Linked DNA regions of Mus musculus: regions 2, 3, 4, 5, 6 and 7 are each linked to region 1. A link is a contact called in public HiChIP or PLAC-seq and promoter capture Hi-C data. All regions are on one chromosome and are shown on one strand. The core of a region is the stretch at or near the end of the contact, and the rest is flanking DNA. Distances in the headings are between cores, read along the strand shown. Region 1 holds the start of Tysnd1 (trypsin domain containing 1). Region 2 holds the start of Pcbd1 (pterin 4 alpha carbinolamine dehydratase/dimerization cofactor of hepatocyte nuclear factor 1 alpha (TCF1) 1). Region 3 holds the start of Tspan15 (tetraspanin 15). Region 4 holds the start of 4930507D05Rik (RIKEN cDNA 4930507D05 gene). Region 5 holds the start of Vps26a (VPS26 retromer complex component A). Region 6 holds the start of Ddx21 (DExD box helicase 21). Region 7 holds the start of Ddx50 (DExD box helicase 50).

Region 1 (2,814 bases), core at 241-2,740:
AACTGCAAAGCCAAGAGACAGAAAAGCTGCCCAAAGAGTTTCATGCTAGCTAAAGGGCTCAAAGTCACCCAGTCCTACCTGCTGCTGCCCATAGTCCCACGGGTCCCCGCGCTAAGAGTCGCTTGTGCCTGGCAGTTTGCTCAAGCTTCGCTGGGCCCTATCAAGAGGCCCAGATCCCCTCACTGGAGTCCTGGTTGTCAAATATGAACTGAGGTCTCTAACACTGGGGGCCTGGTGAGGGCGGGCAGTCCTGAGTCTTACTTGGGTGTAGCGGAGTGTACCAACACCCTGGCTGCTTCCCGGGGTGCCACATGGCGACAGGTGACCACCAGGCGAGGCGCCACGACCACTCCGGAGCCCCACACGGTACCACACTCCACCAGCACCGCCGCGGCCGCCCACGGGGGTCCGAGATCGCGCAGAGGCAGGCCCCGTGGCGTGCTCACATCGGGTGGCGGCAGCAGCACAGACAGGGAAGCGGAGCCGGGGTGCAGACGGGCGAGCGCCCAGCGGGCAACCTGAAGCAGCGGGGCGGCGGCGCACAGCAGCGTGAGGCCCACCCACTCGCGGGCCTTCCAGCAGAGCGGCGCGGCCACCAGAGCCACCAGCGCACCCGCAGGTCGAGCGGCGAACACTCCGCCGCCTTCCGTGCCCGGCAGGCAGCGCGCGTCGGTGAGCAGCAGCGGCCCGGCCGCGTTGCTGAGCACGCCGCGGCTCAGCGTGTTGAGGAAGATGTCCGGGCAGAAGGCACCGAACGGAGAGCCACAAGCCAACAGCGGTGCGCCCTTGACCACGGCCCCGAGCGGTGCCACGGTCACCACCGGTCCGCGCCTCTCCTCCGCCGCCGCGCCCCGCTGCACCCGCAGCAGGGCGAACCAGCCGAGCGCGCGCAGCTGGTCCTCCTCTTCCTCCTCCGAAACCGCATCGTCGGGCGCCGAGCTTACGAAGTGCCATTGATCGACCGCATCGGCCCCGAAGAGCCGAGCGAAATGCGAGCGGAAGGCCGGGCAGCTGAGCAGCAACAGCAGCTGCGCTGGTCGCGGGGGCTGCAGAGGCCGCGCGCGGGCCCGGCTCGGGGCGCCGGGTTCGAGGCCCAGGCTTGCGCACTGAGGCGTGCACAGCCCCGGGAGTTCCTGATCCGCGCGACCGGCAGGGCTGGCAGCCGTGGGTCCCCACTGCACGTGGAGACGTAGGTCATCGCTGCAACTGTCGCCCGGCAGGAAGGCGGTGCCCGTCTGGGTCAGCGCCGCGCTGCCCGTCCGCAGGAAGGGGGTAAAGATGCCTCCGTGGCACAGCACTAGGCCTGGGTTACGGCTCAGAATCACCCCGCTGCAGCTCCACGAGCCCGCGTCAGGCTGTCCGGCCCGCGAGGCGCTCACCACGCAGCCCGCCTGCTCCGCCACTCTCATAGAGGGTCCCCATTGCCGCCCCATGGCTTCCCCAAGACGTCGCACAACGGCTGTCACCACAGGGCGACTGGCGCAAACTCTGACTCAGGCCTCCTTGCCGAGCCCGATTGGCTAAACCTCAAGCGACCGCTCTTATTGGTTGGGCACAGCGCCGAGTCCTGATTGGCTATTGATGCTACTCCTCGTTTGCTAATCCTCCTTTCCCCGCCCTCTTAATTTAGCCAGCCTAGGAATCCTTGGGTTTGGGGTGGCGGGGTGGAGGGGCGGGGGAAGAGGTGAAAAGAAACCTCCTGAGACACAGACGTGAAGCGTCACAGGGAAACCGACAAGGGCGACACTCCCCAGTCGAATCTCGTACTTGACCGGCATCTAACTGTACCCTACAGCCACTGCACGGATGTAAGCAACCTCCGTCTCTTGACAGTGGAACAATATGGGCCAAGGGAACCCTTGGTTGATTCAGTACGTACATTCATACATACATGTGTTTATTCTGGATTTTCGAGATAGGGTTTCTCTGCTTGGTGCAGGAACTCGAGCTGCAGACTAGGATGGCCTCGAACTCGGGATCTACCAGTTTCTACCTCCCAAGCCACCAAACCCCGATCTACTTAAAAAATTTTGTAAATCCTACAACAATCCACTAGGGGGCATGCGACTCACAAAATTGCTCCTAGGACAGTTACTAAAATTCCTAAATACATAAATTGTTTTGAAAGTGGCACAGGGTGCCACTTTTTGGCCCACACTGGCATCGAACTTCGGCAGTTCTTCTGCCTACATCCTCCCTAGAGTCCAGGGATTACAGTTTTACTTTACCCATGGGTTATTTAACCATGTATTATACAACCTTTCACACGACATGTCTAACCACCACTCCGGATTTATGTTAGGTCAGGGCAAATACTTTGAAAGTACAGACTGAACTAGTTCAGGTTTTGTGGGCTATAAAATCATCACTTCCAAATATTCAGCATATAACCCAGTCTCGTAATTCGAATTTCATAACAGCTCATCTCCTCCACCATTTACAAGTGTAAAAATCAAGACTGGAGAGGAGGGCTCAGCACTTAAGAGCTCTAAGCACTTACAGCTCTAAGCATGGACCTTAGTTTGGTTCCCAGCACCCACATGGTACCTTACAGTTGCTTGTAATTATAATTCCAGGATATTCAATACTCTCGTCTGGCATCTGCTGTCCCCTGAACTCATGACTCAGGCAGGCAAACACGTACACATAAAATATAGTATTAAAAAGTTCCTCACTTTCCAAGGACAGGTGGGCATGAACAGGTATGTTTGGAGAGACTTCATGAATCTCTCTAAAGTATATTAATGGTTTTTGGTTTGGTTTGGCTTGGTTTTTCGAGACAGGGTTTCTCTGTGTAGCCCTGGCAGTCCTGGA
Region 2 (3,013 bases), core at 151-2,650, 610 kb after region 1:
TGTTATACAAAGTGCCCACGGTGTGATCCCCCAGCACATACCAGGTCAGGTCCTGAGTGGACCCCTGGAAAACAGAAGTTAGTGTCTGTTCTGTCCTCTAGAGGAACGTGGGGCCCTGAGTCTAACAAGCTAGGATTGTGAAAGAGAATCACCCAGGGATACAGTGTTCAACTGACAAGGACTCAAATTTGGCTTGGGGAGCAGGAGGAAGGTGAACTGTGTCCTGCAAGCCACCCATCGTTTCCATACCCTGGGGTGGGTATCGAAATGGCCCTTTGGCTTCATGAGTGAAGGGATGAGACCCACTCCTTAGACCAAGAGATGCCAGTGGAAATACTTCAGTAGCAAGGTTATCAAGTGAAAGTCAGCTTCATTAAAAAAAAAAAAAAAAACAAAAAACCAACACTTCCTAGAACAAGAACATCTGTGACAGTTCTCAGGCCAGCAGTGGGGCCTACAGAACCAACACCAGTGTGTGTGTGCTCTCAGAAACAAGGGGCTCCAGCTCAGTGCAGAGATCTGCTCTGTGGTTAATGAAGGGGGTGGGGGACTTCCAGCATTGACCCTTCAGTGGGTGATAAGCGGGACACTTGTAACCAGGCAGCCAGGTATCAACAGGGCTCCACTCTTTAGAATTTTCCAGAACCAACTTTCAGGCTGACAATGCTCTGAACTCAGGTCAGAGGGGTAAGGGCCTTATTTGCTTAGGGAAGCTCTGTCAGCTTGTTAGTGTGGGCTGAGCGATTACTGATTATCCAAGCCTGTGGTGTCTTTGGGCCCAATGACTCTTCCCAGGCCTCAGCTGCCAAAACACCCTCCTATCCCTGATCGAGTACAGAGAACCCGAACCACGCTATTTGGTAAGGGTTGCAGGGAGGTCTAGGGGCTCCTTTCCTAGGGACCTACCTAAGATCCTGACCCACCACCACGCCAAGGTGGGACACAGCACCCTATCTAGGTGTTAGGGCGGGGCTTAAGGCCAGGGACAGCACTGGGTGCAGAGAGAACTGAACACCACCCCCACCCCCACCCCAATCTGGCAAGCCTGTAGGGCCAGGCAGCGCCACGGAGACTTGCCTTGCTGCCACACCCCGCCAGCAGACTAGGCCTGGGAGTTGGGACAGGCTAGGTTTCCAGGCCCACCGCCACCGCCCCCAAGGGAGGCCAGGCGACTCTAGCCCGGCTGGATGGCGCTGCAGGAGGCTCAGCGTGGCCCGCGCCCCCAGCATCGGAGCCCTAGTCGTCTCTCCACACCACCCCCCGCCCCCCACTTCCTGGTCTCCTCTCAGGGTCCACCAGACTTCCTGCGCTTACCATGTCCAGTGCGGGAAGCAGGTGGCGGCAGCGAGGGAGAGAGCAGCGGGCAAGCAGCAGGCCACCGCGGGGGCGGGGCAGAGATCCGGTGGCCGCGGGTAATAATTAACATGGGTCCTCCTTGCTCCACGCCCTTGCAATGCTTTCCATGCCCTGTGCTCTGTGAGCATGGCTGCGTGATGGGCTCCAGGGCAAAAGCTTTGACATCTCAGTACCTCTGCTCCCTCTCTGCCAGAGGACTCTGGGCACCAGACTGCCTGACCTATTGTTACAGTAACAACGACAACAAAAGCCACCCAGATAAATGTCACATACACTGGACTGCACATATATAAAGTGCACAGTTTTAACCATCTTAACAGAACAGAAGACTTTTTTAAAAAAGATTTATTTATTATATATAAGTACACTGTAGCTGTCTTCAGACACACCAAAAGAGGGCATCAGATCCTATTACAGATGGTTGTGAACCACCATGTAGTTACTGGGAATTGAACTCAAGACCACTGGAAGAGCAGCCAGTGCTCTTAACCACTGAGCCATCTCTCCAGCCCAATAGAAGATATTCTAAAGGGACTCAACGTATCCCTCCTTTGGGCTATCAGGCTATTGAAACAATGGAACCCAAGAAATCAGAATTTCTTCCAGGAAAGGCATGGTATGAAAAGGAAAAACTAAGGTCTGGTGCCAGCCAGAGAAGAAACTTGTCTACTGGAAAGATTTCACACCATTCTGGCAATTTGCCAGGCCACCTTGTTTAGTAAGGTATTCCTCTTGCCCGCTGTTTAACCTTGAGCCGTAGATTAGGTCCCAGTGGACAGACTTGGAGGCTCATGGACCCCTTCATTTCTCTTCCCAGTAAAGCTGTATTGAGTAAATCACCTTGCTTGCTGTTTTAATCACTGTTTTAATTTTTAAGATTTATTTGTGTGTGTGTGTGTGTGTGTGTGTGTGTGTGTGTGTGCGCGTGCGCATTTGTGTGGGTGCATGGATTTATGTGTACTGTGTGCTGTATGCATGTAGATGCCATGGAGGCCAAAAGGGAACATTGCATCCCCTGGAATTGCACTTAGGTGTTGTTGTGAGCTGCCTCATATGGGTACTGGAGCCAAATTCAGATTCTCTGCGAGAGCAGTAAGCGCTCTGAGCCCTCTCCACAGCACCTCTGCTGTGACTTGTCTCTTTCGTTGGCATATAGAGAGTAGTGGGTGAGCCCTGCTTGTTAGGACTGCCAGGGTCCAGGCTCTGACCCTAATAACTTCAGTGACATGGAGGGACATGTGCTTCTCTTAGGAATCCATCAGCAGGATTAGGAACACCTCTCCCTGTGCCACCAGATAGCCTCTCTCTTCCAGGGCTCCCCCTAAGCCAATGCTCTTCAATTGCTGGCAAGCAGGTTGCATTTTCTAGACATCCCCATGGCCCCATGCATTGAAACCATTTAGTTTATACTTACCTTTGAAGTCCATTCATGTTCTATGTACCATTAGTTGATTCTTTTCTTTCTTTTTTTTTTTTAAAGATTTATTTATGTATAATGAGTGCTCTATCTGCATGTACACCTGCATGCCAGAAGAGGGCATCAGATCCCATTATAGATGATTGTGAGCCACCATGTGGGTGCTGGGAAATGAACTCAGGACCTTTGGAAGAGCAGTCAGTGTTCTTAATCACTGAGCCGTCTCTCCAGCTCCCTAAA
Region 3 (3,103 bases), core at 144-2,643, 540 kb before region 1:
GCTTCAAGAAATCCAACATCTCCTTTGGATGCAAGAGCACCCACAGACTCAATGACATTCAGACAGTCTCTCTCTCTCTCTCTCTCTCTCTCTCTCTCTCTCTCTCTAAGTAGAAATACCAGGATTAGCACCTGACCTGCCCACCTCCTGAACACTCCCCCCCTCTCAGCCCAGGGAACTTGTCTACAGGTGCCATTTCCAGATTCACCACCAGAACTTTCAGAGCTTTTGACTAGCAGCTATGCATTTAATTACCGATTGTCACAAACACAGACTGTCTGGTTCTCAGGCTCTGCACAGAGTCAGGCTAGGCCGGAGACAGGAAAACAACAGAAGACAGCTGGGAACATTTACCAAGGAAAAACGATTCATAGCTACCTGTGGCCCAGCCCACCAAGGGAAGGCTGGAGGGAGGTCAGACCCTGGCTGAGTGAGTGAGTAGTGACTAGGTTTGTAGAAGGTCCTAGAAGAGGATTTTCTGGGAGAAGAACTTTTTTTTTTGGGAGCAGAGTTGGAGGGCAAAAGGGAATTTCCATGGTCAGCTGGTTGACGAGCCTGGGGCAGATCTGTCTCCGGAAGTCTGCTGCTCCAATGGAACACCCTGGACTGGTGACCTTCCAGGATGTGACCATCACTCTTACACACTCACTTGCTGTTTTTGTTTTGTGTTTTATTCAGACTGAGTGTCACACAGCCTTGGCTGGCCTGAAACTTGCTATGTAGACCAGGCTGCCCTCAAACTCAGGGATCCACTTGCTTCTGTCTCCTGAATGCAAGGTATCAAAGGTGTGCGCTAGGATGTAACTGCAACAACAACACACTTGGTATTTTGTTTTGTTTTGTTTTGCTTGTTTGTTTGTTTGTTTGTTTTCGAGACAGGATCTCACTGAGTAGCTCTGGATGTCCTGGAACTCACAGTGCAGACCAGATTACTCACATAGATCCGCCTGTCTCTGCCTCCTCCTAACTGTCTCCACTGTCGCTGTCCTTTCTCGCAGTATTCAATCACACCCGTGGAAAGCCAGCCTTATTTTTGACGGTACTTAGGAACTCAGGCTCTTAGGCAGTCCTCTATCACTGAACTACAGTGCGAGCACCCTGTTTTCTAATACAGAACTGGGCACGCTCGCCCTTACTCCTGCGCCTCTCCAGGCCACACGCTCCCACGCTGAGATACAAATCGAGGACAGGATCTATGCACAGGAGCGCTCCTTTTTTGAGTCTCGCCCCCTTCTCTCACCCGGTCCACTGTAGCCTAAGCCACGCCCCTAGAATAGAAACAACGCCCCGACAGCGCGACACGCCCCCGACACGCCCCTTCGCGTCCATTGGCTGCCCGCATTGTCCGCTCCCTGGCCCGAGCGGTGATTGCGGCGCGCCTGAGTCAGTCCAGGGAGAGAGCGCGGGTGGCGGGCCAGGCCGCGGGACAGCCGCAGGTGGGGCCTGGAGCGGTGGCCGGATCGAGGCAGCCCCGCAGCCCCGCGCGGGAGCCAAGATGCCTCGCGGGGACTCGGAGCAGGTGCGCTACTGCGCGCGCTTCTCCTATCTTTGGCTCAAGTTCTCTCTCATCATCTACTCCACCGTGTTCTGGGTGAGTGATGGAGCCCGTGGAGCCGGGGTCGGGGTGGGGTATGGGACGGTCCACACTCCTTCGATGGCCCCCTAACACTCGACCCAGGCTTGGGTTCAGCTTCAGCCACTCAGAGAGGCCGCCGGGAGTGCGGGAGGGCTTCTCGCACCACTTCCCTGGGAACCGGGATACCTTGGCGGCCCCAGCTCTGCTCGGTTCCAGCAGCCCAGTCAGTCCTCAGCGTTCGAGCCCTGTTGCCCACAGGACGCCACTTTGTTCACCTATGCTGCTGAGCTCCTACCTAATGGGGTCCGGCTCGCCAGCCGAGTCTGCTGTGCATCCTCTGGCTGCTGTGTAGGGCGCGGGTACGTTGTTGACTGCGCCCACCACGCCTTCAGGGTGTGACTCTCCACAGCCTGGCCAAAGGTGGGCAGCTTTTGTGCTTGTGGCCACCTGGATTCCAAGTCTGGCCCCTGTTGCTACTTGCCTGTGCCTTTCCTCTGACCAAGATGTTTCTCTTGGGCATCTTGCTTTCTTCCTTGTTGGAAGGAAATGCTTTCTTGTTGGAGTGCGGCATTCCACTTGACAACCCGGCGGCTCCTGGATGGTGTTGCTATTTTCATGAGGTCTGGCATTGCCCATAGAGGATCAGGATGGCATTGGTTGCGCACAACCAGGCTTTGAATACTACCCGCCACTTCCTAGCTGAATGGTCTGGAAAGTTCCTTCATTTCTCTGACCATAGTTTTCTCATCTGTAGTTGGAGACAGTAGTTATTAAACACTTGGATGGTTGTGGAAGTAAAATAACGCAGGCCAAGATGAGGCCACAGAGAGCTAAAAAAAAGGGGGGAGATAGTAATAATATAATTATTATATTATAATTATAAAAACATTAACAATAAATAATAATTATTAGTATTTATTGTTATTGCTATTGTTTTTTGGGTTTTTTTTAGAGACAGGGCCTCTGTATGTAACTGCCTCTGTCACCCAAGTGCTGGCATTAAAGGCACCTATTATTATTGTTGTAGTTATTGTTGTGACAGGGTCTTACTATAGCTTAGTCTAGCTGGTGGTGGTGTATATGTGTGTGTGTGTGTTTGCTTATTTGTTTTGAGACAGCATCTTATGCATTTCTGGTTGATTTAGAACTCACTAAATAGTCCAGGCTAATCTTGAACTCAGTAATCCTCCTGCCTTAGCCTTCCAAGTATTGGAGTTACAGTTGTAAGACACCATGTCTGGCACCATTAATGTTATTATGGGCAAGAATCTTTGCCTGTGAATGGTATAAGCTAAAAGGTCCCCAGGGACATTTCCCCCCACAGGGTCTCATGTCATCTAGGCTGGTCCCAAACTCACTGTGTAGCTGACAATGACCTTGAACATTGGATCCTCCTGTTTGTACCTCCCACACACTGGGTACTGGGATCACAGGGGTGTGCCACTACCCCTGGCTTATCAGGGCATTTTAGAATAACTGGACTTCAGTCTAGACACGAGGATATCTTTCCACAGGTTGGCCCTGTGT
Region 4 (3,256 bases), core at 279-2,778, 750 kb before region 1:
AGAAAACTTGTCAAGAAGGGATAGAGACAGAGGATTGACCGATGGCGCGGGTTGGAATGAGGACCACCAGACACCGAACGAACGAAGTTGTTACTGGGTCCAATTTTCTAAAAACCGAACGGCTCCTGAACTCAGAAACTAGATGGTGTTGGGGACCTCTCGGCAGAGGACTGAGGGAACGTCGCCACACATGGCTTCCCTCCTAGTGTTTGGCCGGCCAAGAACTGAATGGTCACGCCCAGACGGAACGAACAGAGGCACCTCTTTCCTTACAACTCGGGTGGGACCGAGTGCTGTAGTAGATAGGAGTAAGATCAAACTTTAACCAGGTACACAGAGCATACTTTGTGGTTATAACTTTCGAGATGCGAGGAGTACAAACTGCTCACGTTAACTGAATTCTGCAGCTCATGGTGGAGCACATGCCTAGCTTGCTCATGGCCCCTACATGGAGCCCTAGCACCAAGGAGAGAAGCACGTGTATTGACACACGTGTCACGTAAGCGCCAGTTATCGTACAACCGGATTTCTCTGCAACCCGTCTTGATCTGTAGCAGATCAAGCTACGTCCTCTAACGTTATCCTATCAGGAAACTACGGATATTAATGCACCAATCTTCTTGGAAATGCACTTTAGCGTTTGAAGCCACATGATGCAGGATAGACAGTTTGGTCACATGACGACGCTTGTACGGTTCCCTTCCGCGCATCTGTAACATCCCTTAAGATGCCTGATTACTTTCCCTTCTTTCGAGAAAGACGCTGCCAATTGCCGCAGAAAGAGTGAGAGGATGGGAGCTCGTTTCTGCCACTGTAACGTACAGAGGTCGTGCTCCCACGAAGAGGCGCGCTCCCAACCCTTCCATCTCCTTTTCCTTCAGGCGCACGCGGGGGCAGCCCTGTGTCTCTCTGGGTCCTTTCGCTCCGCGGGCGCCGGAGCTACGTCACCGAGCGGCGCCAGTGGTCCGGATTTTCCCCGGCTCCATTCGAGCCGCGGCCTCAATGTCCTTGCCTCGGTGTACCTTGCTGTGGGCTCGGCTCCCGGCGGGGCGCGGGGCTGGGCCCCGGGCGGCCCCTTGCTCCGCCCTTCGCGCTCTCGTGGGGTCGTTCCCGGGGGCTTCAGGACGCGTTCCCTGCTTGGCCGCCTCCTCCTCTGCCTCTGGTGGCTCCAAAGCCCCGAACACGTCCTTGTTCGTGCCGCTGACGGTGAAGCCTCAGGGTCCCAGCGCCGATGGCGACGTGGGCGCGGAGCTCACTCGGCCTCTAGACAAGAGTGAGTGCTGGAGCCTCCCGGCAGAGCGGCAGGGTCTGCAGCCTGGGCCTACATAGTGCAATGTCTGTTCCTTTTTGGAGCCCTTAGCACCCGAGCCTAAGTCATATTTAGTCTCTTCTGTAGTTGACATTGACCGTTCTCTTCGGTCGAGGAGGTTAAGAGTTTTGTCCCTAAGTGGTGCGCCGCTTGTGCTCCTAGAGTCCTCATGGAGGGATTAAACAGTGAGGACTTGCCATTGACCTGATGTGGATGTCTAACGATGTTAAAATTCCATCTGGTTGCCAAGACAACGGGTCTCAGATCCGGATTTCTCAATAAATTTACTCTCCCACGAGACAGACCTGAATTTAAATACAAGATAAAAGTTGATAAAACTGTCTTTGCCAAAAAGTAGTATCGTCCCAGGTTCCAGAGATGAATAAAAAAAAAACCTTTAGCATCACTGGGTTGAAGTGAGTTTTGTCCTACCTGCATTTGGGTGAGCTTGACAATGGGAGGGTGAAAGGTTTCTTTTCACCAAATGACATTCTTAGAGACTGAAAGAAAACCACATTTCTTTTAGGCACAAGCTGTCTTCCTGGCTCTTCAACAAGCAATATTGATGCTTCCTATTGTGACTTTAAAATATAGGCTTCATGTTGGGAGTCAGAGGCAGAGGATGGCAAGTTCAATACCAGCCTGGGCTACAGAATGAGTTCAAAACAGGCTTGGAAAACTTAAGAGAGGTCCTATTTCAAAATAAAAAAATTAAACAAGGTTTCTCTGTGTGGCTTTGGCTGTCCTGGAATGTGCTCTGTAGACCAGGCTGGCCTCAGACTCACAGAGATAGGCCTGTGTCTGCCTGCCGAGTCCCTGGATCAAAGGCCTGGGCTACCTGCACCTCCAGGCAGCAGAGTGTTCTTTTTTAATGTGCTTGAAGATATAACCCTGGGATATATGCCTTGCCAAGCACGCAGTGCCGTGGGGTCATTTCCCAGTACTGTGAAATCAACTAACAAGGTAGTACTCCTCCTCTTCCCCTTCCTTTCCCTCTACTTTTTCCCTCCTCAAGATAAGCTCGAGCTGTTCTCAGACTGGGGATTGTCATTAATTACTGCACAGGCTACCGTTGCTAACACTGCTCTTAGTAGTGAATTACATCTGCCTCTCATAGCAGGACTTGCCTTTTCTTGGTTACTCAAGAAGAGCTTTGGGCACAAGGGGAGGTTTGATGGTGACTCTGTGGGGGTGGGGGGAGGGGGACTGGCTCTCTCCTTGTGTGTCTGTGGTCTGTCAGGGATGGTGCATTGCTGTACTCTTGTCATTTTTCTTACTCCATTGCACAGTAGCCCAAAGCTTCACACTCTCAAAGCATTCCTGAGGCCCCGGCCTTTAGTATTATGACTTCAAATTCCTTTTGTTGTAGATTTGTCTAAATTGGTAAACAATTGTTAAAAAAAAATCTTTTATAGGGTCTGGAGAGATGGCTTACAAGAGCACTCACTACTCTTCAGGTCCTGAATTCAATTCCCAGCAACCACATGGTGGCTCACAACCATCTGTAATGGGGTCTGGTGTATCTAAAGAGACCAATGGTGGTGTACTCATGCATAAAATAAATAAATAAATAAATCTTTAAAAAAACTTATATTTCTTTTTTAGATGAAGTAAAGAAGATCTTAGACAAGTTTTATAAGAGGCAAGAAATTCAAAAGCTGAGTGCTGACTATGGACTTGATGGTAAGGCTGACAATTTTTTGAGAGTTATTTTGAACAGTTTTTATCAATTTATGTGTGTGAGTATTTTTCCTACATGTATGTCCATAGCTACTTTTGTGCAGTGCCCATGACAGAGAGTATTAGATGCTCTGGAATTGGAGTTAGAGATGCCTGTGAGCCACCATTCGGATGCTGAGAATCAAGCTTGGTTTCCATGGAAGAGCAGCCACTGTTCTTAACCACAGAGTTCTCTCTGCATCTCTGCCAGTAACATCTTCATAGAAC
Region 5 (3,229 bases), core at 344-2,843, 790 kb before region 1:
CCATCTCTCTAGCCCCAATCGATAGATTTTTGACAAGCATACCACACCACAGCAGTTTACAGGGGAAAGTATTTTGAGCAAATGGTGCTAGAACCAACAAACACAGTTAACCTTTCAGATCTTAGACTATGCGCAATTGTTTCTCTCTTTTGTTTCCTTGTAACAAGGTCTCACACTGTAGCCCAGGTCATTCAGGGGACTAACTGTGTAATCTCCAGGGGTCTTTTAATTCATGGCGATTCTTCTACTTCTTCTGTCTCCGGAGAGCTGGGATTACAGCTATGAACCTCTATACCTGACTTATCCTTCTTTATAGAGTGGGTGATGCTCCTTCATCCAAGCCATCTGCATCACAGGGTTTTAATCAATAGTATTTTGAGATCTAAACTCCCTTCTCTGTCCCCATACTATTTTACCCGTCTGTAAATATGACAGGTAATCTCCAATATTGGGAAGGCTGAAGGAGGACAGATGTGTTTCTTGACAGCCTGGGCTACATAGCATATTCCAGAGGAGCCTGGGACACCTAGTGAGACCCTGTCTCAACAATAAATATACACACAAACATCCATTCGTTCCAAAGCTCCCTGGCATAGCAATCTTTAAGATTTGTTTTCAGATAATATCATTTTAGGCAGATTTCTCCTGCATGCATGAAGGAAGTGCAGTGTTCCATCTGCAGCAATGCATAAAACCACCAGTGACTCCTGCAATTACAGCATTGGGAAGGCACTTTGGAGGTGCTCACTCTCCACTTGAGGCTAGCCTAGTCTACATGAGTACATGAGAACCCCTGTCTTACAAACAAAAGACTCATTTCCAGTATTTGAATTCTGTCGCGATTGGAGACCGAAGCCTCATTTTAACCTTTAAATATTTTAGACTTACAACTTGACACTCTACTCCCCAAGTTGAGTTTCGTTATGATAGGGCTGATGACACCCCTCCGCCCATAAATCTGAATGAAAGGTTCAGTTCCTAAGCCTTCGTAGTATTTCATCTATCCTCAGGTTTTCTGGGCCTCCACTACAATGACTGACTGGATCAGAGTGTTGGAGAGCTGCGTTTTGCACGCTTGCGAAACTTTTAGGAAGGGCTGTTGCCGGGGAGGGGGGGTAAGGAGGGCGGAACCGATTTGAGAGTACTGCCTCTCCGGCTTGGAAGGCTGCGTCACGAGCTATCCGTGGACTGCAAAGGATGTGCTTTAAAGATTAGCTTTTCTCCCTAACCGTCTCTTCGGAGGCCAACAATTCTCGGGGCTGAGGCGGGAAACAGATCAGGCGCAAAGGTCGGAACTGCAGCAAGCCCGCAAAGACACGCCTCCCGCACAAACCCTCGAGTCCCCCAAGTTTCCCTAGGGAAAAGGAAATGGGCGTGCCGGAGGGAGGAGTTTGACAGCGCACGGCTCGTCACGTGACAACTAGCTCTAGGGTTGCTGGACTGAGAAGACAGATCTTTGACTCCTCCCACCAGACGTCACCCACCCAGACCACGCCCTCAACCGAAAGGCGGGGCGGAGGAGCCCCGCCTCGAAACGGCCTTCCTGAAGGGCGGGGCCTCTAGCAGGGCGGGGCCTCTAGCGGGGCGGGGTGGGGGGGGGAGGGAGAAGAGGAAAAGGAGTGGTCACGTGCGGCTGATGGCCTACGGTCACGTGACGGGCGGCGGGGCGCAGGCACCCAGGCTGGGAGTTCTTCTGAGGGAAAGCCGAGTGGAGTGGGCGACCCGGCGGCGGTGACAATGGTGAGTGCGCGGCGGCCTGCCTGCGAGGTCGTCTCCCGCGGGGCCGTGGGGCGCGCGGCGGGACTCCCAACGGCGGGCGCGGCGCCGAGCCTGCAGGGAAGGGGCGCGGAGCGGTGAGGCCTGACGGCTGCCCGCTCCCGGCCAGGCCTGAGCACCTGCGGCCGGCGGCACTGTCCCGGCCATGTCGGAGCCTCTGCCCGCCTTCCTCGACCGGCTGTGGGGACCCTGGCTGGGCACCCGCAGCCCGCCCAGCCGGAGCTCGGCAGCCTCGCCTTCCAAGGTAGCCGAGGACAGTCAGTGCCCTCTCTCCCAGTTCCGGACTCTGGCGAGACCTGCTCACCTTCCTCGTCCCGAGCTCGATAGAGTCCGCTTATTTTCTTTAAGCTGGTTGTGGAGACATTCTGCGATTTCTTGATTCGGGTGGAGGCTTTTGGCACTTGTAGAATAGGAGGGGAAGGGAGGGGAGACAAGAGGGTGTCGGAGCCGAGACCCCTCATTTATATCTCCAGACGCCGATTTAAGCACTTGGTTTCACTTCCTTCCCTAAGCGATTTCTATAACTTAGCACTTTGGGATGTTGCAGTGTCTTGGGAGCCCAGGCAGGGATGAAAATCAGAGCACTTAACCACACTTAATGGAAAGCACCGTTGGGCGCGCTAGTGTTTAACTACGCGCCCGCGGTCTATAGATTAGAGCTCCTTTGGCTCGTGTTATTTAGCATATACTCCATGAGAGCCCACTGTGCGCTCCCCTTATACTACCCGCTCTTCCCAAGCTCGCCACTTTTAATAAACTGCTTGAAACTTCTCGTCTCAAGCCAGCCAGCCAGGTCTATTTTTAAAACGTTGCTTTGATTAAATAACTTTGAGTCAGAAATTATTTGCTTTCTCTAGGGTTTGGGGGGTGGGGGAGAAGTTCATTCAGGGAGCGTTTTCTTAAACAGTATTTTGGGTGAGTCCAGGGACAGATAAACAAGGCAAACTGCTTGCTTCCTTGCAGCTTACAGACTCTGGAGAGTTAAGCATTTGTTTAGATAAATTAGTTTAAGGTGGAAATTACAACTGCTGTAAATAACTAAGAAGGAATTAGTAGGCTGTTAGGGAGTCCTCCTTTCACTGTTTATAATTTGAAAAGAAAGCTTAAATTGCTCTCTTCTTGGTTACTTAGTTGAATTAGTCCTTCTAGTTAAGTTTTTTTTTTTTTTTTTTTTTTTTTGGTTTTTCGAGACAGGGTTTCTCTGTATAGCCCTGGCTGTCCTGGAGCTCACTTTGTAGACCAGGCTGGCCTCGAACTCAGAAATACGCCTGCCTCTGCCTCCCGAGTGCTGGGATTAAAGGCGTGCGCCACCACGCCCGGCCCTTCTAGTTAAGTTTAAGAGCAATTTTTTTTTTTATTTTTAAGGTATTTGTCAAACGAAATTGTAAAGCTTTAAAGCCTTTGTATGGGCACACATGTATGTATGAGAATTTGCTGTTTCATTGTGTGTGGG
Region 6 (3,026 bases), core at 171-2,670, 910 kb before region 1:
AGCATAGGCAGATCTCTGAGTTCAAGGGCAGTCACGGGTGTACAGTGAAAGCCTGACTCAAAACGAGCATTGTCACTGATCATTCAATTGGCCTCTTTCCCTTATCCAATGGTAGTAGTAAACTCTCCAACTTAGGCATCTTTGGGAATCCATTCCTAGTCTCAAGGCCCTGTCAAGGGGCTGAGTGTGCCCTCAAACCCAGTGATAACTGTCCATCTCTTACATTAGTCTATAACAGTGGTTCTCAGTCTTCCTAATGCTGTAGCCCTTTAATGCCTCTTACGTTGTGGTGATCCCCAACCATAAAATGAATTAATTTTAGTTGTTGAGGATTTAGCTCAGCTGTAGAGCGTTTGCCTAGCAAGCGCAAGGCTCTGGGTTCAGTCCTCAGCTCTGAAAAAAAAAATTGCTACTTCAAAACTGTAATTTTGCTATTGAATCTTAATGTAAATATTTGATATATGACCACTGGTAAAAGGGTCGTTGAACCCCAACGGAGTGTCGACCCCCTTGAGAAACTTTGGTCTGTAGTGCTTGAGGACAAGCAGGGCTTGGATGTTATTAGAATCCTGTCTGTCCACTCTGGAAGCAGAGGCAGGCGGATTTCTGAGTTCGAGGCCAGCCTGATCTACAAAGTGAGTTCCAGGATAGCCAGGGCTACACAGAGAAACCCTGTCTCGAAAAACAAAACACAAAAAAACGAACCCTGTCCGTCATACAAGAATACCCGGAAGTTTATAAAGTGCACACATGAATAAAGGGCCAGACTTGTGAATTGTGGGTATTTTTTGTTGTTACTTGGGGTCGGGGAGAGAGCTGTTGAGACAATCTCATCATGTGTCGGGCTAGCCTTGAACTATGTGCACCACGCTGGACTCGATAGAGATCCATCTACCTCTGGCTCCTGGGTGCTGAGATTAGCGGCGTGCACCCCATATGCCCTGCCTATTCTGGTTCTTTTAAATTGTTCATATTGTGCAGCACGCATATGCGTGTCCTGGGTGCCACTGAGCGCGTGCACGATAAAACTGCACAGCTGGTTCTGTTTTCCAGGGATCACAAATTCAGGTCACCAGAACTGTGGTATCTCGCCGGTCCCTGAATTCCGGTGCTCACCAAAGCACCTGGGTTTATCTGTCACCACCCAGCCGTTTTCCACAGGTAGCGTACACATCGCAGCTTTTCATGGGAAAATGTTGCCAGCTGGTAATCCCAGACTCGGCAAGCGGAGGCAGCAGGGTAAGATTCAAGGCCGTTCTCCAAGTCTAGCCGTGGCGATCCCGCTGTCGTTAGACCGCGCAGAGCACCTCCACGCCGCACACACGGGTCTCACCCAAAGCCGCGCGAACCGCAGCCTTGCCGGTACACGCTACTTCCGCCGGATGCACTCCGCTGCGGAAGTGACGAATAGGCCCGGCTGAGGGGCGGTCCGCTTTCTCTGTCGCCCTCTCTCCTAGCACGCGGTTGAGGAAGCCGGTAGGCCTGAGAAGCTGCTGCTGAATAATGCCGGGAAAACTCCGCAGTGGGGCCAAGTTGGGCTCAGACGGGGCCGAGGAGAGCATGGAGACGCTGCCGAAGCCAAGCGAGAAGGTGAGCCTGGGGGGAGGGGGGTGTCCCCGAACTGGGCCGGGCCGGGAGCTCGTGGCCGGCCCTCTGACACGCCGTGTCGGCTGGTCAGGCTTGGGAGTGCGGAAGGGATTGCCGATCGCGTCACAGTGCGGACCAGAGCCGAAGACGGCAAAGTCTGAAACTTGCGCACATGGTCGGCATCTGCTGTGACACACAGACACAGTTCCCTCTTTAAAAAAGAAAAGAAAAGAAAAAAAAAAGAAAACCCAAAACAGAAAACGTGGTTGGCTAAGTGATCACCCTATTATATAGAAGGATCTGTGTGAGCACTGTTAAATCGCCTTGTCTCTTCTTAATTCCTTGCATAAAAATATTAAACTTGTGACAGTATCTATCAAAGTAGGAGGGTTCGGAAATTATCCCGGAACTCCTATGTTGTACGACTTAATTGAGTTTTTTTTTTGCTGTCTCTGTTGACTTTGAAGGTAGGAGCCTTTTAAAGGAGCAGCAGTAGTATTTGAATTAGGTGGAAATCACTGGGCGCACAGCGTTCACATCCGCGTGTTCAGCTGCCTGATGCTGAAGTCAGGAGGGAGGGACCTAGCTACGCGTTTATATTCCGAACTCGACTTACTGTTTTTCATATATGTAGTAGATAACATGTTCATGGGGCGGAGAGATTGTCCACGATACAGTATTTTTAAGATGGTTTTTGTGGTACCAGGACCAAACCTTGGGCAGCTCACGTGTTGGCAGGTGCTGTCCCACTGTAGCTCTAGCCCTTAGCCCAGCGGTTCTCAGCCTGACAGATAATCTGCAGATGTTTATATTATGATTCATAACGGTAGCAAAAATTAAAGTAACAACGGGATAATTTTCTGGTTGGGGGTCACTACAATATGAACTATTTGAAAAGTTGAGAATCGCTACCTTAGGCCATGATTTGAGAATTTAGTCCATTATGATTTAGTCTTTACTGCCTGGAACACTACTAGAGTCTATCTAGTAGGTGGCTAATAATCGGTACAAATTTTCCATATGAAAAGTTGCACATTTAAATAAAGTCCAAATAAAGTTTCACAGACGCAAATGATATATGAATTTTTTTGGTAGTTTTGTTTCATATAGTGTCTACGAGAATCCACATTGAAGTACACATTTCTTGAGTGTTTTACCATATAGAAATTTTGGAGGGAAAAGAAACCTGTTGTTGCTGTTATGAGGACACCCAAAGTTTGCTTGCTCGCTCTCTCTCTCTCTCTCTTTCTTTTCTTTCTTTCCTTCCTTCATAGTTACCTTTTGGACAGTGCTTGCTCACTGATACTGTGTGTGTGTGTATGTATGTATGTATGGATGGATGGGTATGCTTGCCCCTGGGGTTACAGAAGTTTGAGGTCAATGTTGGGTGGGTGCCTTTATCACTTATTTTCCCCACTCTCACTCACCCTACCCTCCAC
Region 7 (3,227 bases), core at 704-3,203, 960 kb before region 1:
ATTCCCCTTGGTTCCAAATCTCACGATCAGACATAAATCTTTTGAGTTTTAAATTAAAATTATAGTTCCTGTTCCCATGTTTCCTGATCAATTAAGCTAATATCGACCAAGTCCTTCACTCCTTGGGCAAGTTACTCATGTGTAGATCTCCAATCTCCTTCCCCACTTGATAAGAGAATTAGTTCAGGCCATTAGGACTTAGAAAGGCCACATTTGTTGGCGCCGAAGGTGTCACAATTTGGGAAGCAGTCACTTGAATGACTAATAGAATCTAGTCCTTTTCAGGTTTGCTGTGAGGTTTGGTATGAGAAAAAAAATGCCAAAAATAGGATCCTAAGAAGGTAAAAATGCACTTCATTTGAGTGATTTTCAGCCACAAGACAGCATCTGCTCCCTTTATACCCATGTGTGTGGCATTCTTCACCTTATTAACTGTTCCTATGCATAGCATATTCCGTTGTAGGGGCATAGTGTATTGCTGTAGAACTGGGTGTAGCTAAGAGGAAAAAGAATTTAGAAAAGCTATTGAGATTTAGATTTGTAAAGATTTAGATGTAGAGACCCATAACTATTCATCCAACTTGTGGGAAAAGCCTTTTTCACCATCATTCCTTGAACACACCTGGTGTTATAAAACTGAATCCATAAGACTACATTCAGACAAAGTCATTGATGTTAAGCCAGTCCTTATTTTCATAGAATTCTGGAAGCTATCACAAATTTAAAATATTGTGGTCCCGGTTATTTAAGTCTAATCATAGAACTCAGGACGTGTAGCTGTAATTTTTTTAAGGCCTGTGTTTGAGGCTCAGATTACAAGACTGCTACACTAGACATTATGTAGTTTGCAAGAATGCCCTGTACCTACATCTAGGTTTGGTGTCATCTTCCCTCAGGAATGTAATAGCTGATTGACTGAATAAAGAGAACATGATAAACAAGGTTTGAGGACTGGGATTGTTGTTCAATTGGTAGTAGGCTTGCCTGGTCTGTGAGGTACAGGGGATCGAGCCCAATCTTTGTGAATATACATAAAGACCAAGAAGTCAATTCGCTGACACTGATATCTTTCATATAAATTTGTACCTCAGAGGCAGTTAATCCTGAACCTTAAGATTAAATGTACGTATTACAAGCAGGTCATCTGTCAGACACATTGGACTTGCTTTTCTTATCCTTTAGATTTTTCCCTATTCTGTTTCATAGGAGCGAGCATTCGCCTTGCAACTCTGGGAAATTACAGCTGTGAGAGCGCTGTGCCCATCGCGGATTCCGATCACTTTTCAAGTCTTACAAGCGCTACTGAGTTTGGACAAATAAATTCGCTTCTCGGGTGGGTTTGGTTTCTTCTGGGATACGTGAGAACTAAAAGTGAAGCCATAACTTAACGCCTGCATAAGGAGCTAATATCCTTGAGGCGGCCCCTCGGCTTCAGACCCCTGCAGATTCTGCTGACCCCGGGAAGCCTCGACGTCAATGCCCAGGTACCGTTACAGGCTAACGCTCCACCCACTGCGGGGGGCGGGGCGGGGCGGGGGCGGGGCGGAGGGCTGCAGTTTCCGGCGGCGAATGGCTGTACGGCGCGTGGCGCTCCCGCCGGCCTCAGCTCGTGCTTGCCCACGAGCCGCTGCGTCGCGCGTCAGCCCCTCGCTCCCCGCCGCCTGCGAGGGGGCTGCGCGAGCGTTGCAGGGCATGCTGGGAAGGGAGGCGTTCCGAGCGGGGGGAGGGGAACACTTGGAATTCTGCGTGCCGCGCCAGGGGAGGCGAGCGTCCTTCCTGGAGATTGGCCCGTGCTCTGGAGAAGCCTGTCACTTCAGACCGTGGGCGGGCCCATCGGGGCCACTCAGGTTTTCATTGGCCGAGGGAGGCTGCGACTCTCTGGGAGAGTTTCCTCCTGTAGAGTTCCGGCTTGCTTTGCTCCCGCCGCGAGGTGCGTGGCCCGGAAGTGACGCACGGTCCTGGCCGGCGGGGCCGCCCAGCCCCCGCTTCCTTTCACGCTCTCGGTGGCCGTAGGTGGTCGCGGCCACCGCAGCCGGGCGGGAGGTTGCGACGGCCAGTAATGCCCGGGAAACTCCTCTGGGGAGACATAATGGAGCTCGAGGCACCCTTGGAAGAGTCCGAGAGCCAGAGGAAGGAGCGGCAAAAGGTGTGCTGCGGCTGGGCCGCGCCTCCCTCGGGCTGCGCTGGCCTGGGCGGGGAGGGGAGCTGTCTAGGAAGGGGAAAGACCTGTCAGGACCGGGGGCGAGTTTCCGAGGGACAGCTTCCCCTTCGCCGAGCTCAGCCCTCCGAGGTCCCAGGGACCATTCCCCATCGCCGCACTCCCGGACCTGGAGGAGAACGGCCCGGCTTCCGTGGTACTTCAGCCCCACGTCGGCCTCTGCGCCCGGATCTCTCCCGAGAGATGGGCAGACTTGAGCTCCCATCGCCGTGGAATCTGCTCGTGTTCCCTTTCTTAGGCGGCGAGTCCCTTCATTTGGTTTTCCGGGGCCTTCGAAGAGTTGAGACAGAGATGATGATGGCTTTGCCTATGTGTTGCCTCCCGGTCGCGGTGTCGTGTCTGCAGCAGTCTCGGGAAAAGCTATCCTAGGGGGTTACAATCCTCCATGATTGGGTAATAGAGGCTTAAGGAACAGTGTCAAAGCCAGGCTTGCCAGGGGTTGGCTGTGATGGAGTTCGTGGGGGTTGTATTACGAATAGCCCTTACTGTCAGTATTTTCAATCCACTGTGGTTTTTATTGAGGCTAATCGTGCCAGACTCTTAGCTGAGGACCGAGGAGATAAAACTAATTAAGTATGCAGAATAGTCCCTGCCCACCAGGAGCCTGTAGAGGTTCTATCCCCACCTCCGTCCAAGACATTAAGAAAGAAAGAAAGAAAGAAAGAAAGAAAGAAAGAAAGAAAGAACCCGAAAAATAGAGGATCTTATGGTGTTAAGAAAAAATGCAGAGGTAAAATTTTTACTGGAGACATTTGACCTGGAGAAAGAAAGCTGAATGAGGATGAAAATGACTGTGGGAAAGATGACACTTGATAAAATATTTACTCTGTAGAGTGCTAGAGATGAGGAAACACCCCCTAGGACCTACCACGAAGGTAAATTTTAAATTCTAGCCACCCTTTTATGTCACCTTCCCAGTGGGCATTGAAGTGAGGCCACCACTATGCCCGACAAATGCCCAGCGTTGAGCTCTATTCCCAACTCTCGTTTTTCTGTTTTTGTAGAACGT

The links. Promoter capture Hi-C pulls out the DNA fragments that hold promoters and counts their contacts. HiChIP or PLAC-seq counts read pairs in DNA pulled down with a chosen protein or histone mark. Capture Hi-C pulls out chosen DNA fragments and counts their contacts.
Region 2: a promoter capture Hi-C map of liver shows a contact between it and region 1, with 2.9 times the contacts expected there. The contact joins the promoter of Pcbd1 here to the promoter of Tysnd1 in region 1. A contact is called at or near these places in 2 of 39 promoter capture datasets (both in liver) and 1 of 115 datasets of contacts at active chromatin or transcription factors (pancreatic cancer cells).
Region 3: a contact with region 1 is called in an H3K4me3 HiChIP or PLAC-seq map of embryonic stem cells, with 6 times the contacts expected there. The contact joins the promoter of Tspan15 here to the promoter of Tysnd1 in region 1. A contact is called at or near these places in 3 of 39 promoter capture datasets (hippocampal neurons, maxillary cranial neural crest and stem cell-derived epiblast-like cells), 4 of 115 datasets of contacts at active chromatin or transcription factors (embryonic stem cells, large pre-B cells and pancreatic cancer cells) and 1 of 9 other capture datasets (embryonic stem cells).
Region 4: a promoter capture Hi-C map of hippocampal neurons shows a contact between it and region 1, with 6 times the contacts expected there. The contact joins the promoter of 4930507D05Rik here to the promoter of Tysnd1 in region 1. A contact is called at or near these places in 6 of 39 promoter capture datasets (the C10 cell line, hippocampal neurons, liver and 2 more), 3 of 484 Hi-C or Micro-C datasets (B cells, CD4 T cells and embryonic stem cells), 3 of 115 datasets of contacts at active chromatin or transcription factors (embryonic stem cells, extraembryonic endoderm stem cells and memory CD8 T cells) and 2 of 9 other capture datasets (embryonic stem cells and liver).
Region 5: an H3K27ac HiChIP or PLAC-seq map of extraembryonic endoderm stem cells shows a contact between it and region 1, with 5 times the contacts expected there. The contact joins the promoter of Vps26a here to the promoter of Tysnd1 in region 1. A contact is called at or near these places in 4 of 39 promoter capture datasets (the C10 cell line, hippocampal neurons and liver), 1 of 484 Hi-C or Micro-C datasets (CD4 T cells) and 1 of 115 datasets of contacts at active chromatin or transcription factors (extraembryonic endoderm stem cells).
Region 6: a contact with region 1 is called in a promoter capture Hi-C map of pre-B cells, with 2.7 times the contacts expected there. The contact joins the promoter of Ddx21 here to the promoter of Tysnd1 in region 1. A contact is called at or near these places in 3 of 39 promoter capture datasets (erythroid cells, liver and pre-B cells) and 1 of 115 datasets of contacts at active chromatin or transcription factors (bone marrow-derived macrophages).
Region 7: a contact with region 1 is called in a promoter capture Hi-C map of adipose tissue. The contact joins the promoter of Ddx50 here to the promoter of Tysnd1 in region 1. A contact is called at or near these places in 1 of 39 promoter capture datasets (erythroid cells), 1 of 115 datasets of contacts at active chromatin or transcription factors (pancreatic cancer cells) and 1 of 9 other capture datasets (adipose tissue).

The regions. Positions count from the first base shown.
Region 1 is chr10:61,694,190-61,697,003 of GRCm38.p6, reverse strand. It overlaps Tysnd1 (trypsin domain containing 1), which reads right to left and starts at 1,490. Exons shown (of 4, transcript NM_027912.1): 1 at 262-1,490. The coding sequence starts at 1,433.
Region 2 is chr10:61,087,718-61,090,730 of GRCm38.p6, reverse strand. It overlaps Pcbd1 (pterin 4 alpha carbinolamine dehydratase/dimerization cofactor of hepatocyte nuclear factor 1 alpha (TCF1) 1), which reads right to left and starts at 1,400. Exons shown (of 4, transcript NM_025273.4): 1 at 1,315-1,400. The coding sequence starts at 1,317.
Region 3 is chr10:62,229,508-62,232,610 of GRCm38.p6, reverse strand. It overlaps Tspan15 (tetraspanin 15), which reads left to right and starts at 1,393. Exons shown (of 8, transcript NM_197996.2): 1 at 1,393-1,591. The coding sequence starts at 1,496.
Region 4 is chr10:62,447,432-62,450,687 of GRCm38.p6, reverse strand. 4930507D05Rik (RIKEN cDNA 4930507D05 gene) reads right to left here and starts at 1,528. Exons shown (of 1, transcript NR_027926.1): 1 at 1-1,528. Supv3l1 (suppressor of var1, 3-like 1 (S. cerevisiae)) reads left to right here and starts at 950. Exons shown (of 15, transcript NM_181423.3): 1 at 950-1,273; 2 at 2,915-2,992. The coding sequence starts at 1,003.
Region 5 is chr10:62,485,169-62,488,397 of GRCm38.p6, reverse strand. It overlaps Vps26a (VPS26 retromer complex component A), which reads left to right and starts at 1,593. Exons shown (of 9, transcript NM_133672.3): 1 at 1,593-1,740. The coding sequence starts at 1,738.
Region 6 is chr10:62,600,692-62,603,717 of GRCm38.p6, reverse strand. Ddx21 (DExD box helicase 21) reads left to right here and starts at 1,420. Exons shown (of 15, transcript NM_019553.2): 1 at 1,420-1,590. The coding sequence starts at 1,504.
Region 7 is chr10:62,649,944-62,653,170 of GRCm38.p6, reverse strand. Ddx50 (DExD box helicase 50) reads left to right here and starts at 1,953. Exons shown (of 15, transcript NM_053183.3): 1 at 1,953-2,146. The coding sequence starts at 2,060.